Regions from separate parts of the Drosophila melanogaster genome. Here region 1 is linked to region 2. The links are chromatin contacts, called in public targeted proximity ligation maps. All regions are on one chromosome and are shown on one strand. The core of a region is the stretch at or near the end of the contact, and the rest is flanking DNA. Distances in the headings are between cores, read along the strand shown. Region 1 holds the start of lncRNA:CR43475 (long non-coding RNA:CR43475). Region 2 holds the start of lncRNA:CR44034 (long non-coding RNA:CR44034).

Region 1 (2,700 bases), core at 12-2,511, 1.0 Mb after region 2:
CCAGTGGTGTAAACAAAGAAAGTCCCAGACAACATTTGGAATAATTAAAATGCCAAGCAAAGGCAACTGGAATGCGGGCGGCCGCTGCTTTGTTGTTGTGCATTTGGTTGATAAATTAAGCAATTTGCAGATATACAAAAGTGTAGATCAACGAAGGAGGTGAGGAGGGCTCTGAAAAGAACGCGTGGAAGTCGACCCCCCATCAGCGTCCAATTTCCAGATCATGTGAGCACTGGAAAATTATTTTATTTTTCCTTTTCGCCGCGTGTGCGTTTTTTGTCTATAATTTCACAGTTATTTATGATTTGTTTAGCTAAAGGCCAGTGGGCAAAAAAATATAGGGAACTATAATTTCCCCCATTTTACGCACTTCGCACTGGTTTCCATCTGCGTTTTTGTGCGTAAATGAGCCAATTCCAGGCAATCCCATCTGTTCCGTTCCCAAATCCCCAATTGCAACAACAAACATCGTTTTACATTTGTGAATTACAGTGGAGCTTCTATAGGAACATTTTTCAATTTTACAGAAACTGATATTCATTTAAATTTTCAAAGAAACTAAGTTAATTTTGGATAGTTCTGGAAAGTTAGTTGCTGTCTTTTTCCATTGTCAATTGATTCCAATTTCCCAGTTACGGTAGGTTTGCCTGCATCGCTTTTTTGAACAATTGTGCACATTAAATTAAATATCCGGCATGCTGCTTGTTTTTCCTGCTTCTTTTTGTTTGCGTTAATTTTATGGAAGATAATGCGGGTCATATGCGTTCTGTTCAGAAAACTCCAGGCGGAAGATACATATACAATATGTATTTAAAATTTAAGTACAGGAATCGTACGGATATGTGAATGGAATTTTTACAATGCCCACAGACGGCGATTAACGACTACTTTTGTGCGGCCCAAAGTGTGGGCAATGCGATGGGAATATTTACTTAATTTCTTTATTGATCAATGGAAATGGTTTATATCGGCGTGGGCCACTTTCCCACTTGGCAACCGAGGATCCAAGTGATGACCCATGAGCACCATTGAAAAGTGAAATGCGGCACGCGACGCCCATGCAAATGTGATAATTAGAAAGTCATTATGGCTGGCAATCGTTGGCCATCTAATACCAATGGGTGACATCTTCGCTTGAGGTGATACATTGCATACACACATAGAAAAAGTACTTCCTAAAAGGGAAATCTAAGCAGTAAAAGTGAATCTAATCATTTCGAAACACGAACAATTCAGATTATTACCTGTATATTAAAAATTATCAAACGAACTATAATATAAAATCGCATCTACACATCTATTGATTCTACGTCTCGAATTCTCTTCCTAATTCCGAACCCTGAATTTGCGCAGAATTTAATGCTGATCGATTTGTGGCATTACAAACAGCTAATTTATATGGACCAATAAACTATTACTAAATGGCGTAATCCAATTTGGCGTACATCTAGAATGCAACGCAGGGTAAACACCACGAAGCTGACGAGTTCAAAGATCATTCGGGGATCATTCTTGGGCTGGGGTATTCGCTGGAAGCCAGGTGCCGCCATACGGACAACCATCAACGGATTTTACGGACACGCATTAATGGCCATTGATTGACGACGACTCGAGCGTAAATAAACAGCTTCCAGTGAAAAAATTATGAAGAGTTTTTGGCGTAAACAAATTTGGAACTAAAATCATATCGGAACGGAATCGAATCGAATCGAAACGAGGCGAATCACATTGGCGCCAGCTGGCGAAGTACACTCAACAAATTTTAGGGGGCATGTGTTTGAAAATATTTAAATCATATTTAGTTTTTCGTGAAATAAAAATGTATTTTAATTTTCATTTTAAATTTGTATTCTAAAATTTTTAATTATCTATTCAGTCTTGACCTACTACTTGCATTGCCGTCTTATTATTGACGCTTTAGATGATAGATTTTAATAATTTCGTAAATATTGTTGAGTGTACTCCCAGGCGCGATTAATCCCACTTGGGTTGTGAATGGAATCTAGAAGTGACTCACTCGCATGACGTTGGTGGTGTCGCGCAGCGGAGGCGGCTTGCTGAAGTCCATCTGCTGCACTGCATCCGGATCGCTGAGGGATCTGCGCAGCGTGGTCACCGATGCGCGCTTGGAGTGAAAGGAGCCGCGCAGGAAACGAGCAAATTCGCAGGCGGCATTCTTTCCCACACGACAAACTGCCCGTGGAGGCGTGACCTTGAAGCTGGGCAGGAGTGGAGCGTGCATCTCGAAGGAAGAGTCCGGAGAGAGATTGCGGCTATTGGAGCTGCCCGACTGTGAAGTGAGATTGGAGCTGGCCGAGCTGATGCCGTCGTCGTGCTCCTCCTCGTCCTCGGAGCTGGTGGGTACTTCTCCGCCAGATGCAGCCAGTGGACTACAGCCCAGTTGCTCCTCCACCCGATCCCTGGTCACTCTGATCAGCACTGGGGAATCGGCGCGATTATCCTCCATCTCTGGCTCACTGAGTTTTCGGTTGCCACTCCGTCTTTTGGTGGCCGAACTGAAGAACTGCAGCACGCGGGAGGCACTGCGGCAACTGCGTCGTTCCGCCTGGACACGTGCCATGGCCATGGGTGGTGGCATCAGGTCCTCTGCCTCTGCGCATTTCCTAGGCAATGGATTCACCAACACTTTCTCCTCCTGCACGGTCTCCGGTGCAATTGTTATTTGCGGTGAGGCACTGC
Region 2 (2,700 bases), core at 65-2,564:
ACATGGCTAATCACGGACAACTAGTTTGATAAGCTCTTAATCCTTACTCACCATCCGCAGAGATTGCCCATAATCTGGAATCAAAATATCAAAACAAACAACTTGCCATTGGCCAATTGTTGATTCTTGTGGGTGTATTCTCATCGGATGTCTGTGTGTGGGAGTGTGTGTGTGTGTGTCGCCGAATGAGATACCGAATAAACACTTTCACGAGAAGACGGTCCCATACAAAATGATCACAAGATCCCGTAACCATATAAACACCACGTCATCGCCTGTCCACCGCCCGTCACTACCACACCACCACCACCACCACGACCACCACCCACCCACGTCGAACAGCTTACCCCCTAAGTTTCCTGTAGCTTTAGTTGCCATTCGCACCAGCAGTTTATTATACTTAAGTTTTCCTATAATACATTTCTTATTGCTGTTCTTTAAATCACATAGTGAAAACCATAATTGTACACACTGAGAAATAAATGGGTGTGCACAGCTGCGGAAAAAATACTAAAATTCTGCAGTGACTCATTGGCTTAAGGATCAGCGAAAGTTTTTAAAAACGAAACAAAAACAAAAAAGTCAAGTAGTAATGAAATCAAAGACAATATTTAATATTTGCACACAATTTTCCACAATTACCAAGCTGTCCGACGATTTCCTTTCCAGTTCCAACTATTAAGAACTATTTATGTGTCAGATCTCTATTATCATGGCCGCACTTGTAAGTATGTTCGAGGTTCATGCGTAGGCGACTGCAGACTTCCGAAGGGAAGGTGAAATCGGGGGAGACTCTCGTCATACGACCGGCTGACGAACGTCGACCATGTCATGTGTTGTTGGCTCCAAGTGTGCGCGTGGAGGGGCTGGCTCCATGCGTTACTTTTGTTCCCGCTGTCGCCAGCACTATTGTTATTGCCATGGCTGTTGCGGCTGGGTATTATTTGCTTGGACCTTAGACCCTCTTCCCATGATAAGATTCGGGAGCAGCTGCTTATAATGATGGGTGATGGGTGGTGGGTGGCTATGTCTGCGCCGCGGATGGATGGATGGCTAGTTGGATGGACGTATGGATGGCGGGTTGAGCGGTTAAGAGATGCGAGTCCCCATGTGAATCACTGTGGCTGCCCTCGCATCGCTTCTTGGAACAATCAATTCCGATTCATTCGATTTTCCGCGAGTTGAATGCAAATAAAAACACAATTAAGTGCGGCTGGTACAGCGAAAACAAGTTGACTCACTGCAAATACGTTGCATTTCGCAATGGCAAAACAAATGGCAGCTACACGGCTTGCGTAATTAATACCAATTTGGGCATGATCCAAAACGCACAGCTTGTTCAGTGCAATAATAACAATAAAGAAGGAGAGATCCCAATCACCTTGGTGATCGGTCATGTACATGCATACATATTTGTAACTTGTATTTGAGAACTAGTCGCTTAAATAAATTAGTAGAAAAATTTAATACTATTGCACCAGAAAACTATAATTTTGTTTTAAAACCAATTGAAAATTAATTCTATGGAAGGTATAAAACGAATGAATTGAAACACATATTTCGTTCAATTATCATACTAATTATGTCGAATCGTCTCCATTCCTGGTCCCATTAATAAATACAAAAACAACAACATCGCAGTGCGTGCATGCATGTGTGGGCGTGGCAGCGGAGGGAGTGTGGAGCGATTAGAAGACGCGCGTCTAAGTTCAAGGCCAAGCAGTTCACAGCATAAGCAGTGAAGGCAGCAGCAACAACAAAGGAGAAAAAGCAGCAGCGGCAGCAGGGCAAGAGTGCGAAAGGGGCAGAGGGTGGAGAGGGAAAAGAAGCAAACGCAGCTGAAAAAAGTGCACACAAAATTGTTTGGCTGTGTGAATGTGTGTGTGTGTGTGCTGTTTCGCAGCGAAAAAGGTCAATGACACCTGTCTGTTTGTCTCGCTCGGCTCACACACACACACATACAGGCTTATCACCGGCCACTCTCTTTCGGCAATCGTGCCCTCTCTTTCTGGCCTGCGCGCAGCTACGTTTAGACATGTGGTCAGAGCATTTTTTTTGTTTTTTCTCGCTTTAAAAGGCATTCGTGTTGGTGGCGGCATGTGTGTTTTTGTTGTTCGTTTCGGCACTGTTAATTAGTGTGGCCAAATTATGCGCCAAAGCCGCCAACAACTCGATGGTCATACGTCATCAACAATAGCCGGACAAACAATTTCCGGTTTTTAGCCACACCATTAAAAAGCCAATATCAGAAATAACATGCACAAAAATAAAATAATAAAAATACAGAGAAACAAAAGCAGGCGCAACAACAACAAACTTGGCCCGGGTTCCGTCATTGCCTCATCCTCTATAGATCTCTTCTGTTCTTCTGCTTTATTTTGGTTCTATTTCAGCAATTTGTTATTGCGGCGACTTATTTTTGTCGCAGCACGCACACACACTCGCACTTATGCTCGCACACACACACACACACACACAAATGCACAGAGAGCAGGCAGGCAAACTCGATTTAAAAATAAATAAATTACGCACAAATACAAATACATTGGCCAACATTCTTCGGGCCTCGTCAAAAATATAGCATGATTAATACAAAAATGCGCAATTCTCTGGTGTTTTTTTTTTCTACTTCGGTTTTGCCTGTTGTTTTAACCCAACCTCCCAATTTTTTATGGCATTTCTCTCTTATTATACAATAAT

The links.
Region 1: a targeted proximity ligation map of the Kc167 cell line shows a contact between it and region 2, with 4 times the contacts expected there.

The regions. Positions count from the first base shown.
Region 1 is chr3R:22,627,536-22,630,235 of dm6, forward strand. It overlaps lncRNA:CR43475 (long non-coding RNA:CR43475), which reads left to right and starts at 1,262. Exons shown (of 1, transcript NR_048466.1): 1 at 1,262-1,764. All of the region lies in intron 2 of loco (locomotion defects), which reads right to left. It also overlaps asRNA:CR43474.
Region 2 is chr3R:21,614,426-21,617,125 of dm6, forward strand. lncRNA:CR44034 (long non-coding RNA:CR44034) reads right to left here and starts at 1,315. Exons shown (of 1, transcript NR_074041.1): 1 at 595-1,315. The region is part of intron 1 of InR (Insulin-like receptor); the gene reads right to left.